2 separate regions of the Sus scrofa genome follow, and region 1 is linked to region 2. A link is a contact called in public HiChIP or PLAC-seq data. All regions are on one chromosome and are shown on one strand. Each heading gives the region's core, a stretch centred on a gene start, on an enhancer-like site or on the middle of the called end of the contact. The rest is flanking DNA. Distances are from core to core; before and after follow the strand shown.

Region 1 (7,436 bases), core at 3,997-6,496, 170 kb after region 2:
GGGCAATGGAAAGCCAACAGAAAATTCAAGTCAGGAATTAAAAAAAAAATTTAAGCTTAATATGGCTAAAATGTAGACTATGAGACTACATTAATTTCCTATTTAGTTTGTTCTAGAATGTGCTGTCACATCTAATAACCCAATAACATCAAGAATATTTACAAATACGGGACAAACTATCTAAGTTTCTAATGTGTAGAATTTTTCTGAGACTCGAAAAGACGCTAGTAGAGTTAAGCAAAGCAGAGCAGTACTTGGGTACATATCCCTAGTAAGCCTTGAAGTAACAAACATATGTCTGGAGTTTCTTTATTTTTCACCCATATCACATTTTAACTTGGATTGAAAATGGAAGTGGTGGAGTTCCCATCGCGGCACAGCGGTTAACGAATCCGACTAGGAACCATGAGGCTGCGGGTTCGATCCCTGGCCTTGCTCAGTGGGTTAAGAATCCGGCATTGCTGTGAGCTGTGCCGTAGGTCGCAGACGTGGCTTGGATCCTGCGTTGCTGTGGCTCTGGCGTAGGTTGGCAGCTACAGACCCCTAGCCTGGGAACCTCCATATGCCGCAGGAGCAGCCCAAGAAATGGCAAAAAGACAGAAAAAAAAAAAAAAAAGAAAATGGAAGTGGTAAAATAACAGAGGCAGGGAAACAAGGAAGGTGTGCGTATGTGTTTAAGCAGGTGTGTGTACATGGGGTTTCCTATGGTTGTGAAGAAGAGATTTATGACAATGTTCAGTGTCACATTTTCTGTGTTCAAAAACAGCAGTCTGCCCTACAGAAATTCAGCAAGCGTAGACTGTAAAATAGCAAAAGATTTTTTTTTCTTTTAGTTGGGTGTTTTAAGAAAAAAACAGCGCTTCTGGGTAATAGAACAGATTCTGACATGAAATACATTGATTTTACACTACAGACCCCAAGATGGTTTCAAAAGCACTGTGCTTGAAGTAGTAAAGAGATTCGTGAACACTAAGGACTTTGGAGACTACAGAGTATGAGAGGCTAAGGGTTTTGTTGTTGTTTTGTGTTTTTCTTTTCTGGCCACCTGGCAGCACATGGAGTTCCCAGGGCAGGGATCTGAGCCCCAGTTGTGATCTACGCAGCTGTGCAGCACTGGATCCTTTAACCTGTTGTGCTGGGCCAGGGATCAAACCTGCGTCCTGGTGTTTCAGAGACACTGCCAATCCCATTGCCCCACAGCAGGAACTCCCAAGAGGCTAAGGTTTTAATTTTCTTTTTTAAGAGCCTTCAGTCTTTGTTACGAGCATTTCTTCTTGTCTTCTCTAGGGTCTGCATCCATTAAATGAGCAGATATGATTTTAAGTTCTGGTTCTTTCCCAGAGGTCTTTTCTTACTGGGAGTTGAGAGAAATTCTTGAAGATTAATAAGCTTTCCCTTATTAATATTAGGAGAGTCGAGAAAGACAGAGAGTGAGCTCTGACTACTACTATTCTCTGTCACCTCACTATTCCCCAAACCAGAAGTTTCTTCTCTTAAATCTTGGATTGTAAAGCTCCCTGACTGTTCTGGAGGCTCAGTGACTCCTTAGAAATGAATGAAGAAATATACACTCAGTGAACTGTTTGAGAAAGGCGGCTGACCCTTGATCTAAGAAATCTTGAGCAACAGGAGACCTGAGTTTAATCTTCAATTTGTATCTGACTCACTATTTGAAGAAAAGAAATTACTCACTTGATTGAATGACTTAGCTCCAGGTCTGAGGAGTAGTACTGAAGAGAACATGGGTCAGCTTCATACACATTGTGTCCTTGAGTACTGCAATTGATAAATGATAAGTCGTTCTCATCAAAACAGAAACACACTTAAGTTCCTAATTGCACACGTGATTTGGAAACAATCAGAATGTGTAGGTTAAATATTAAAATAAATTAGTGCTTGTTAAGGTTTCATGGAACAGGTGTGATGTCTATTATTATAAAAAGGGAGGAGGCTTGCTATGCATTAAGTGTCAGGTTATTGAAACTCTGGGTAAATTTGGTAGGAATGTCAAGAACAGCTTCTCAGCGGAGTTCATGCTGTGGATCAGTGGTAATGAACCCAACTAGTATCCACAAGGATGTGGGTTTGATCCCTGGTCTTGCTCAGTGGGTTAAGGATTCTGTGTTGCTATGGCCGTGGTATAGGCAAGCAGCTGCAGCTCCAATTCAACCCCTAGCCTGGGAACTTCCACATGCCATGGGTATGGCCCTAAAAAAAAAAAAAAAAAAAAAGAGTGAATACATCGGGATAAGACAATACCTCACTTGAAACAACACAAACTTAAAATAAATTTGATAACTGATGATTCAAAAGAAGAAGAGGAATAGCTTCTCAGCAAGTACCCTGGTCTCTCGTTGAAAGCTGGCTACTCAGGCAGAAATGTTGTTATATTAGGCTGTTTTCTGTGTTAAAAGCATCTTTTAAAAATTTCAACTCTCTAGAATCTGACTCACAGTGCCCTATCATTATTGTATTCTGTAATCAGTCATGAATAAAGAAATCTATCTTATAGCACTGAATGAGAATAAATTTGTGTGTCAGGTCTATGCATATTTCAGACAAACAAGATAGACTGCCATTTAAAAAAATAATGTTATGCTGTAGTAGTTTGAAATTATTAGTTTTAACTTGATATAAGAGCAAGAGGGCAAAAAATAAATCAACATTTATCAAGTGCCAGGGTTGTATGTCAGGCATGCATATATTCAGTCACTTATATCATCACAGGAAGTTCACAGGAAGCCTGTAATAGGTAACTTTTCCACTTTGGTCAAGTAAGAAACTCAAGTTCAGAGACTGAGATGACAGAGTTGGGATGCACACTCAGGTCTGCTAGCTTGTAATCGTTCCATAAAATCATTTAGGCATAAATTGAAAAACTTAAGATCAGATAGGATTAAACGAAATGAAACAGCTTCTCATATATAATTTCTTTTGGTGGAGGTGTAATCTATATCTGCAGGGGAAAAAAATGAACAATACTGTAGACAGATGCTTACATTCTACAAATCTATTGATGGGGGCCAGTAGAAAGACCTGAGATTGTAAAATATGAATTAAGCAGTATGCAAATTTGGGTCATAATTTTTCTGTGTCCTATTGATTTTTAAAAGTTATTTTCAAGATGGGCATCACTGTTTTATAATCTATAAAATGCAGATGTTACTATTCTATCTAGTTTGCAGGGACACTAAAGGTATTGAAGAATCTTATAAGATTCTTAGGAAAACTGCTATATAATACAGAGATTTATTTCTATGTTTCACCTTCATCTGCATACCTAAAGCACTCTATTCTTACCTTAATTGCCACACCCTTCATACTGGATCCTAATCAATTCTTTATTCTCTGGCATCTCTGCCAAAAGGTGCATTCCTCCAAGACAGGGACCATGTCTCCTCCATGGTGGTATGTGTAGTAACCTGGACAGTGACTGAAACACAATGAGTGCTCAGTAAATGTCTATTGAATAACACTAAACAATAAAAGGATTCATTTTTCTGATCCCAGTTTCTTTATTTCCAAAATGAAAAGACAGTAATATTTTCCTATATTGCTTGTCAGTAATCTCATGATTTGTGCTCATATACTGTTGACAGGAGATAAAAGCCTGATATAAAGGATGTTATGACTGCCAAGGGGGTGATTATTTTACATAACATAAAATTTTTATTCTGGCTAAGATCTTTTTAAAAATATAACCAGTACAGAAGTTTCTGTTGTGGCTCAGCATTAATGAACCCGACTAGTATCCATGAGGACTTGGGTTTGATCCCTGGCCTCACTCAAGTGGGTTAAGGATCCAGCGTTGCTGTGAGACGTGGTGTAGGTCACAGATGCAGCCTGGATCCCTCATTGCTGTGGTGTAGGCCGGCAGCTGCAGCTCTGATTCAACCCCTAGCCTGGGAACTTCCATGTGCCACAGGTGAGACCCTAAAAAAAAGAAAAAAAAAATCTAACCAATAAATTTCAGGAAGGAAATGCAGGGTATTTTAGGTAGTTTTAGATAGCATTAATCTCCATCCTTGGGCTCACAGGTTTAAAGGAAAAGCTGGACCCTAACCAGAGATGAGAACAACCTTTCACTAGGTGGCTCTCTTTCCTCTGAGTGGGTGGCAGGGATAAGGAGGCATTGTACAGCTGCAATCAATGCGTGTCACACTGCATCACAGAAGGTGCTTGAAGCACTCCGGGCAGAGTTCAGTTTCTATTTCATTAATTATAATGTCCTTGGGATTTATTTCAAAGTATCTGGTATTTTCATTTCCTCCAAATTTACACATAGACAGACATCGGTCGGGCCTTTTAACAGGTGCAGTTTCAGGGAAGGATCAGGAAAGCGCCTTCTCACCTAGCACAAAAGACAGCAGAAATCAGGTACCTCAACCAAACCGAAACCAAAATGGCCCTTTAAAAATTCCGATTTCAACTATTCAATGAGAGCTGTATTCCTGGAGAGGTTTATATGATTACATAGCCTAAAGTACTTTGGGATAGCTATTTAAATGACTCCACAATACAAATCGAAAAAATGTCAAATAATCCTTTCAAACCATTAGATGACCACTTCTCCAGCTACATCTTGGACACTCTATTATCATTGATCCCATTCTTTAGTCTGCCTTTTGGAGACAAAACACACATAATAATCATTCAAAACCATTTGTTCAAAGAATGAAAATCCTTTTCCTAGAAGCCTGTCATTGGAACTTTGCACCAGTATCTAAGTTTTTCTTGATACTATTTTACCCAACGCCTCCTCTCCAACCCAAAAGATACAAAATGACAAAATCCTAAAATACCCTGAGAGAACCGGAAGTTTGTAGAGGAGAAAGGAACTTGGAGGTCGGCTTTTGATCATTAAGGGGGACCCCCACTGGGGAATCATCCTCTGAGAGAGAGGGCTGTCATCAGCGTCTCACCACATCCCCAGCTCTAAAGACCACTTGTTAGCCTTCCAGGATGTGTTTCCACTTTCACTCTGGCCTCCTTGCGGCAGGAGGTGGCTCGGGAAGGCCACGAGGGGAACTCTGAGAAGATTCGGTCACCGAGGCTGTGTGTGGGGTGGGGTTTGGGGGATTTCTGTAAGGGGTCGACCCGCCGGGGAAAGTCGGACGTCTCTGTCGGCAGAAGAGGGATCTCGGCAGTCGTGTGCCGTTCTCCTCCCTCAGGGACCCCGTCCAGGCGGGATCCCGCCTCCCAGAGCCCGAGGCAGTTGTGGGGAAACCCCTCGCCCGCCTAGCTGCCAAGCGCCACCGTTCCGCCCTACCAGCTCCAGCCCGCCGCCCACCAGCCTGCAGGCTCCGCATCGTCCTCGCAGGCCCGGCCCTCCGCACACCTCGCACGGAGAGGAAAACTATGGAGGTGGTTTCCGCCCGTAGGCGGGTGGAAAAGCCCATGGTGAATGCCTCGGGGTCTCCCCCATCGCTGCGGGAAAGGGAAAGGGAGGAGGAAATGAACTTCACTCCCCAAGAGAACTACCCGTATTCCCAACCTGAGGGGAAGCCTTTGGATGGAAGGGAAGCCAAGGGGGAACCCTGGGCACTTCTCCGGGAATCCACTCGCCAAGGGAGGGTCACTCGGTGCGCACAAATTGGTTACTATGACAATACAACTGCAGCCTTCAGTTGCCTTGGCAGCTGCTTATCCAATCCGATTGGTTTCTTTTCTTCCCTGGGGCTCCACCCTATCCCCTCCAACAGTCTCCCAGCGTGAAGGGGGAGGGGCCGCAGAAAAAAAGGAGGGGGGTCCTTTAGCGTCACTCTAGGGCTCGAGGGCAGATCAGAAACGAGGGACTGGCGGCCGGAACTGTACGAGGAAGGGGAGGCGTTTCCGGTACGGAAGAGTGGAGGGGTGGAAAAAGGAAGCTAGAAATTGGGTGGAGTGGAAAGACGGGGGAAGACTTTCAGTGTAACTCCCAGTTGATTTGGGCTCAATGTTCCCGGTGAGGGTGGGGTTGCCCCCTCGCGCGGGAGGAGAGGGGTGGATTGGCCGGAAGCCGCCGAGCGTCTCCAGCGGGCTACTCAGCAGCCGCGCAGGTGCAGCCGAGCTAACAGATCCCAAGAGGGAGCGCTACCGAAAGGCGGAAATCGCCAGGAGGGACCGGCGCCGCTGAAATCTCGCGAGAGAGACCCCCACACTTCCTTCCTCTACTTCTCCCTCCTCTTTCCCCCGCCCCCATCCCTCCTCCCTCCCCCTCCCCCTCCCGGGTCGGAGTGTCCCTGCGCCCCACGGGCCGGAGCAGCAGCGAGAGCAGCTTTCCCCGCTCCCTCCCCCTCGCCTCACTCACCCCCACCCCCCCGCCGAGCGAGGAGGAGCCGGAGGAGAGGAAGATGGCGGCGGCCGCCAGCACCCGCGGTGCCGCGGGGCCGCTCCGAGGAGCCTGAGAGACCCACAGAGGCTTCGCGGGAAGACGCGGGCGGCGGAGGATGAGCCTGCAGAGCGCGCAGTATCTCCGGTGAGTGCCGAGGACGGCCCGTACGTAGAGGGGAGCGGACCGAAGGTTCGGGCATGGAGCAACAGACACAGAGGTGGTATGTCCGGGGTGGCGGGGGAGTTGCTGTGTCCTCTCGTTCTCCGACGGAGAGGCGGGGGCTGCGAGAGGCTCTGCGGGAGGGGGCGGAGCGGGCACACACATGGGTGCCTAGCCCCCACGGGCCGGCCTGAGTTCCAGCGAAGCCGGCTCCTCTCGGTGCGGGGAGGGAGGTTAGGAAAGCGTGAGAACGTGTGTGTGCGCGCGCCCCGGGTCGCGGGCTCGCAGGCGAGGGGTGGGGAGAGGCGCTCCCAGAGGCGGCCGCGACCCCGAGTGAAGGTGGGTGTGGAGGAGTCTGATGCGGGTGGCGGAGAAACCTGGTGTGGTGTGGGATTGGCTAGAGCGATGCATGGGGAGAAGACGAGGTGGAAGTCTGCACACCTGGGGTGAGTAGGGGGCTGGGAAGGAAGGACTAGTGGAGCGAGAGACCGCAGGAAGCTGGAGTTTGTTCTTCATTCTGGGGTTGGAAATACGGAGGAATAATGTCATCTGTAGTTAGTTGGCGGGTGGGGGGTTGGAGGCGTAAAGAAGGGGAATGGATGAGGAAGTGAGGAAAGAGGGAGGTACTGTGGACGGGGTTGGGTTCCCCCAAAGAACCTGGGTTAGAATCAGTGCATTTGGAAGGTACCATTCTAAGTGTCGTGTGGCTTAAGAGTGGTGTTAAGCACTTGTATGTGGGGGGGTAGTGTGACACATGGGTATAGAGTGTGAGAGTATGTGTATCTGGGGAGGATTAAGGGGGGCGATTGATGCATATTGTAGGTGGAAGAAGATGCAGACACAGTGGAACCAAGTGCATGATGGCGAGAGCATATTGAACAGAAAGACACCAGCTATTGTGCAGCTAAGAAGGTTCCATGGAAGCAGACTAAGAGCTTGGAGGTGGGGGTAGAGGTAAACGAGG
Region 2 (7,133 bases), core at 1,223-3,722:
AGCATCTGCTGAATGGATGAAGGGAGGAGGGAAAGAAAAGAGGCAGGATTGGTCAAGAAAGTCCTTGCATCCTTACCCACAAAGGTGAAGCGCTCCACCGGCGGGCGGACACAGCAGATCCGGCTTAGGCTCTCACCCACCTTTCCCAGGATCTTGGCTATGAGAGAGAGCAAGGGACAGAGGGGGAACCACTCACAACTCACACTCCCCTCAGCCCTGAGTTTGGGCCGCTGGAATCAATGTAGCTGCTCTGGAGGGGCGGGGGTTGGGGCGGGGGAGGCAGGAGGAGGACAGAGAGAAAGAACAGAAACCTGACAGCCCCAACTCCCTCTCCGCATCCACGGTCCAAGGCATAAGCATTCTGAGCCCTAGATGGGAATCTATTTTCTAATCGTGTTTATTACACTATTGAAAAATTGGAAAATATGGAAGGGGAACATATATATATAAAGGAAAATAAAAAGCACCCATTATTCCACGGCTAGAGATAATCACCACTAAAGCATTCACTTAGTATTTTTCTTCTATTTTTATTATATGTGTTATGCAGATTGGTCTATGTAACAAAAGTTGTAAATATGCTGTAGTGTATTTTCCATTTAATGGACATGTGCTCTGTTTGCACTTTTTTTTTTTTTTTTTTTTTTAAATACCGTGGGCTTTTTCTCAGCCACTCCCAACATGAAACACTAATGCCCAAATCCACGGAGACTCGGCCTGTGGCAAGGAACTCAGAATAATTTCTGCTGGGCGAAGGCCTTCTTTCCCATGCAGATGGTCTTTAGAATAATCAGACATCCTACTTTGGCTGAGGGGGATCTGGTTTTCAGTGATCTCTCTGGGCTCTAATCCAGAAATTTTTTCTCAGGCCCCACATAGAGCTGTATGCAAACTATGCAATTCTGGCTCTTCCTTATGAATTACCCTATTTATGACAGACTGATCACAAAACAGCTCATGGTCTCTAGGATTGAAAAGTAATACTAGGATCTGTCTCTTGCAAATTGGCCTAGAAGAAAATCCTAGAACATGGACCTTGGAATCAGACAGTTCTAAACATGAACTCTGGCTCTTCTACTCCTGAGCTGTGTGACCTTAAGCAAATCACTTACCTTCTCTGAAGCTGTTTTCCCTTTGTAAACAAGACTAGAGTATCTACATCACAGAAGTACTGCATTAAATGAAAACCCCTGTAAAGCACTGAGCACCGTGCAAGCATATAGTACTAGCTGTTGGCTAAGTGTTGGGGCGGTGCTGCTCTTTGTCACCAAAGGGATGGCTGAGGTGTGGGGCTCTGGCTACAGAGTGCCTGGGTTTGACTCCTGGCCCCGCTACATCCCTGCTCTGTGACCCTGGGCAAGATCCTCAACCCCTTGGAAAAGGCAGAGAAAACTCCCCCTTTGCAGCTTCGATCCCCGGTTAAGGCAACCACATTTACGTAAAATGCGCACCATCACCCCGTCTCTCTCTCTGTCTCTGTCCCTGTCTCTTTCACTGCGGCTCTTTCTCTCTGATGCTCTATATTAAGAGTTCCCAAAGTACAGTCCCTGGACCAGAGCATCAGCGTCACCTTTTTAAAAGCGCAAATTCTTTTCCTCCTAGCCCCACTGAATCAAATTCTGGGGTGGCATTTAGCGATCTGGATTTGAACAAGCCATCCAGGCAATTCTGAAGCTTGAGGACCACTGTTCTATAGCAACGTTTCCTTACCTGCCGTGGGCTTGGTGGGCACATTGCTGTTCTGGTAAATGGGCTGGGAGGTCTCATTCTGGGGCTGTCCGATGACAGGTGTCATGGAGGGTGTGTTAACATTGGAGAGGATGCAGCCAGTCACCCGCTAGGGGAAGAAGGGCAGAGTCGGTGACATTAGCCAAGTGACTTACGCAAGCGTTTCCCAGTTATTGCCAAATGCTCATCTGCTTGTCCACCATCGTGAGGTGTCCTGGAGCTGCGAAAGAGGACTGGGGTGGGTTCTAGACCCAGCTGTCCCATGACCACACGAGGCTGGCAGGAGGCAAGAGAGCTCAATGGGAAAAAGCACGGGATGTGTTGATGCACAGACTTGGGTTCGAGTTTGAGCTCTGCCCCCCTCTGGCTGTGTGACCTTGGATAGCTACTTAACTGCCCCTGAATCTCCATTCAGGAACCTGACACACAGAGGGAACAGAGCTGCCTTTCTGGGTTGCGGCAAGATTACCCAAGCGAACACACACCGAGTGCCTCTAGTGCATCCGGCATGTAGCAGGAACTTTGTACACGTTGTGACCTCCTGCGGATCATGCATACCTGCCCCTCCACCCCCCCTTGCTTCATGGGGCTCAAATGAGGTCATGTCTGCAAAAGGGCTGTACAAGCTTGGGAAAGGTCATACAAACACCAGGCGCTATCACCACCTGCCACCTCTCCAGGCCAGAGATGCCAATGGCAGGGCCAGGCCGGGAGTGGTGCCAGGCAGAGCAGGATGTGTTTGTGCTGCAGGAAGGGGGGGCGGGGTTCTGGGCACTCTTGCGCCTGCTCACAGTGTGAATGCACATTCCAGAGCCAAACGGAAATTCTATGTGTATTATCCATTGTCCCGTGTTATCTGGCCCGCTGCTTCTCTCTAGGGCCACAGAAAACACAGAACTGATAACGCAGCATTCTTCACAGCTGACCCAGAAGCAACCCCCGCCCCTTTGCCTGAGTGGGTGGGAGAGAGAAACAAAGGATGAATTTTCAATCTGTTTAGCTTCCCAGAGCCCTTGCTTATTCAAGGTCCCTTCCCTGAAAGCCAACCATCACCCTTTCCGCATTACTGAGTCTGGCTGCCAGAGGGTCCCCAAGTCCCAGGGCTGAGGTCACCCTCCAAGACATCTTCCACCCGCAATCCCGCAGCCAGAGCAGCGTGTGAGTCCTCCCAAGCCCTGGAAGGGCAGGCATTCCCTCTTGTGGGGTGACCTGTCACTGCTGCAGTATTCCTGACAGGAGATGGTCACGACAGCATCCGGCCACATCTGGGGGCCAGCTGAGGTCGGGGACCACGGGGGTCTTCTCAGCCGGCTTTGTGGGAGTCTCCGCCCAGCTGCAGCCAGTGGAGTGGAGGGGACAGTCTGCCCTTTTTTATTATGATTTCACCTCCAGGAAAGAAAATGCCACATGCCCATCAAATAACTGGTGTGGTAACTGAGGACTTTCTTCCTCCTGCAGCGTGTGCATCATTCGTCCCATTGGACCTGTTTGGTGCTGGAGGAGAACAGTGCTAGCCACCTGCTCCACTCTGCCCCCACGTGCTCCCATGTTCTCAAAAGCCTGTATCACCTATCCATCCCGCGTCTCTCTCCTCCCCCCCCAAGAGGTTTGCTTTCCACGCAGGAACACAGGCCTGACGCTGGGACTGGGGAGACAGGCAGCTCCAAGCTCCCACTCCAAAGTGCATCATGACTGACATTAGCTGCGGGTCTATGACCATGACCGCAACAGCTGCGGCCCCAGCCAAGCATCACTGGCCCAGACTCCTGCCTCTGGGCATGAGTAACAGAGGGAGGGTTCGAGAAGCCCAGACATCTAGACAGCAGAAACAGCAGCCAGGCTTCCTGGCTGGTATAGCCAGGGCTCAGGCCTGCCTGCGGGGCCCCTGGTTCCTCCCTTCCATCGTGCAGCCTGCAGCTCCTGGGTGAGCAGAAGGAGCGCTGGTCCCCAGCCGCGTCCCCAGCTGACATGTAGTGTGAGAAATTCACTCATGTGAAGCCACTGAGATGTGAAGGATGTTGGCCTATCTTAGCCTGTCCTGACCGATACATCCTTATACAGCAAGAGGAGAGGTCTTTGATCACTGCTGCTGTTCAGACCAGCCCAGAGGAGCAGGTCAGCGCCACTCTATGTCAGAGTCCTTTCCAGGGGGCCCAGGACAGACTCAGGATGTGTGTGAAGGGTTCTGAAAGCAGAAAGAAGGGGGATGGGATTTCTTCAATTCCACGGGGAAGGAACTTAACAGGTGAAGCCGCAGCCAGCCAGTCCTTTCTACTGCCCTTGCTCTTGACTTCCTGGGTGGCCTGGAGCCCCCAAGATCCAGCACTGTTGAAATAAAGCACTGTGCACAGCTGGTGGAGTGTGGGGGCTCTGGGGCTGCTGAGAGCCCTCCAAGGAGAAGATTCTGACAGGCCCTCTGACGGCAAACGCAGGTGGGAGGGAGGCGCTCCCTGTGTCCCGAAGATGCCATTTTGATCTCTGCCGGGGGCTGGGGAGGGCTCAGCATCAGGCTCAGCGGAGGGAGGAGGAGGGACTGCAGCCTGTCTCGGTGGGCGGGCTTTTCATCCTGTCTGGGTGGGAGTCGATGGGTTGGTATTGATCTGCGAAGGCTGCTTTCTGCACATGCGGCCGGTGCTGCTGGCTGGTGTGGAACCTGTGCTTACCAGCAACCAGCTCCTCTGTCACTGCCTCCTGCCGCCAGCCCGGGCACCCCTTGTGTGGACTAGGCAGTCACTGTGTCCTCAGAGACCCCAATTCACCTCTCGGTGCTTCCTCTTACCCACAGATAAAACGAGGCTGAGAACACCATCTGCCCGCAGACTCTTTTTTTTTTTTTTTTTTTTTGTCTTATTAGAGCCACACCCGCAGCATATGGAGATTCCCAGGCTAGGGGTCGAATCAGAGCAATCCATCCTCCTCACCTCTGCTGAGCCTGATGCTGAGCCCTCCCCAGCCACAGACAAAGATCAACATAGCTGCCGGCCCACACCACAGCCACAGCAACGCCGGATCTGAGCCGCATCTGCGACCTACACCACAGCTCATGGCAACGCTGGATCCTTCACCCACTGAGTGAGGCCAGGGACTGAACCCACAACCTCATGGTTCCAAGTCGGATTTGTTAACCACTGAGCCATGACGGGAACTCCCCTCGGGCTCTCGTGAGGAGGAATGTTCTCATGACGGCGATGCCCGTGGGTCAGGAGCACTCCAGTCCCAGCGTGCTAAGCTGCAGTGAGAGGACCGCTGGGTGCCCAAGATGTGCGGCAGGAGGACCTGGATGCTGGTTCCTCTGCCCAGCGCCCCCTCTCCTCCTGACTTTCTTTGTCTGGTCCTCCTTCTCTCCTCCCTTTCCAAAGTTTTCCAGCTGTGATCTTAAGCCCACCTCAAACTCACTGCCAGAAGATGAAAACTGTCCCCAGGTCACATCCAGGCAGGGAGCAGCCTCTGGTGCTGCTCTGGGTTCCTAAGTCACTGCCCTCCTGGGTGCTGCTCAGAGCCTGGCCTCCGCCACTAATGGCCAAGAAGCAGGAGACACCCTTTGCCTGGCCTGCCCGGCTTCTGTGGGCTGTTGGGCCCAGCTCACCTTCATGAGGTCCCGATGGTGTTCGAGAACGCTGCAGGTCGTCTGCCAGGTGTCCTGGTAGCACTCCCACGGGTCCACCCTGACAATCAGAAAGATGTTTCCCTTGGTTTCCATTCTCACACTCTATCCTTACGGACACAGCACTCAACAAGCTTAGCAGACCTGGTCATACCGTGGACTTAGATCTCGAATCGGATACAACATGGGCTCAGATCACCTTCCTGCCCCTCGGTTTCCCCTCTGCAAAATGAGAGGAGTATGACAGAGGGTCACGTGAACAGATGCTGGTACCAGACCGGCCAGGGTTAATCCCAGCACCTGATCTTCCCAACTGTGGGGTTTTTGGGGAAGGTTAGCTGACCTTTGGTGCTCACATTCCCATCTGTAGAACAGAACTGAGAATAATAGCTCTCTTGTGGGGTTATGAGAAGGGGTCAATGTGTTTTATATCCAAGGGGACTAGTATAGCATCTTGCTCTGATTCTTACCTGCAAAACGGGAACTCTCTGGATCTTACGGGATTGTGATAAGAATTCAATGAGCCAGGCCCTCATCCAGTGGTGACTGCAGTTACCTGCCCTGGGGAATCTGCATGTGTCCACCTCCCTGTGCAGTGGGGCGCTCTGTGGGCATGGAGGTGATCATGACAGCCAGATCCCAAGGCACGGCCCGGAAGACTGGCCCACACCTGCTGCACTTCCAGGATGGAAAGTGAGCAGGGATCCAGCGCCAGACTGATAGAGCACTCGGGCTTAACTGCCAACTTAATGAGCTGCTAAACTGGGATGTTTCTCAAACATGTTCTTAGCAGCTGAACGCTCCCTGCCCACCTCCCATCACGCAGCACACCGAAAGTTCCCAGAGCGGAGAGCTCACAAACTAAGAACCCTTCGAGACCCAGCTTGCCCTGGGCCTGGTTCCCCGAAGATCCCTGACCACTCTCCCCCCTTGAGATGAGCAGACACCTGACCTGGCTAAACAGGCCCCAGCGTGCCCAGCCCCTATCTCTAAAGCTAGCTCCAAGCCTCAATTCTCGAGATTCTGGCTGTCCCAGTGCCTGGAGCAGGGCAGGGCAGGGCAGGCCGTGAGTGTTCAGTAAGGATTTGTTGACTGAATGAGGGAGTTATTTCAGAAGCTTCTAGTCACATACAAGCAGTAACAGTCTCCTGCCCAGAATGTCCTGACTGGTCCCCTTGTCCCCTGAGATCCTGAGGTCATGAGGTACAGTGCGAGGGGCTTCACGTCTCTCCTGACTGGATCACAGATGCGCTGTTGGCTCTCAAGCTCCTTGCCTTCCTCCGAGCCGTCTCCCTAGCTGACGTCTAAGTCGGGGGTGGGGGACGAGAGGTCTGTACAGGGCAAGGCTGCTCACACAAATCCCTGCACACGGACGGCCTGGATCACAATTTCATTGTTGTTGTTGCTTTCCTTCGCTGCCCTCATTTCCGCCCACCCCATCTTGTCTCCGCTCACTCTCTGCAGCCCTCATTCTGAGGTCAACTGCCCTTCATTTCTCTCCTTTCATGGAAACCTCTAGGTGCTGCTTATTTTTCCATGGGGGGAAATTACAGTACAAATGGTGTGCCCTTATTTTTTTTTAACCGTCATCTTCTTATGCAAATTATAACCGCAGGAGCTTGGGGGAGCACAATTAGCATAATTAGTGGAAGCTTGCTTTAATTACACCACAAGCCCAGCGGCTAACGGAGGACGGATGACGGTTTGCCATCTCAGCGAGAGGACTGTGCAGGGACCATTGGAGGGAAAGGCGGCCAGCGCGGGCTCGCCCCGCACCTCTGTGCACCCTAGGGAGCCTGAG

What was found. HiChIP or PLAC-seq counts read pairs in DNA pulled down with a chosen protein or histone mark.
Region 1: a contact with region 2 is called in an H3K27ac HiChIP or PLAC-seq map of skeletal muscle. The contact joins the promoter of SMG7 here to the enhancer-like site in region 2. A contact is called at or near these places in 2 of 5 promoter capture datasets (fetal skeletal muscle and liver), 15 of 47 Hi-C or Micro-C datasets (embryonic fibroblasts, fetal heart ventricle, fetal skeletal muscle and 8 more) and 2 of 2 datasets of contacts at active chromatin or transcription factors (alveolar macrophages and skeletal muscle).

Annotation. Positions count from the first base shown.
Region 1 is chr9:124,691,186-124,698,621 of Sscrofa11.1, forward strand. It overlaps SMG7 (protein SMG7), which reads left to right and starts at 5,247. Exons shown (of 22, transcript XM_021063792.1): 1 at 5,247-6,457. The coding sequence starts at 6,429. NMNAT2 (nicotinamide/nicotinic acid mononucleotide adenylyltransferase 2) reads right to left here and starts at 6,726. Exons shown (of 14, transcript XM_021063806.1): 1 at 6,290-6,726; 2 at 3,301-3,433; 3 at 1,693-1,776.
Region 2 is chr9:124,523,884-124,531,016 of Sscrofa11.1, forward strand. NMNAT2 (nicotinamide/nicotinic acid mononucleotide adenylyltransferase 2) reads right to left here. Exons shown (of 14, transcript XM_021063806.1): 7 at 5,315-5,393; 8 at 1,711-1,837; 9 at 77-157. Among named protein-coding and RNA genes, the nearest start is that of LAMC2, 100 kb to the left of the region's middle. Within about 2 kb of position 2,473, at least 38 of the 83 cell types and tissues checked have an H3K27ac peak or open chromatin away from gene starts, as enhancers often do. A contact at or near this core is called in fetal skeletal muscle, liver and skeletal muscle, where this site is marked.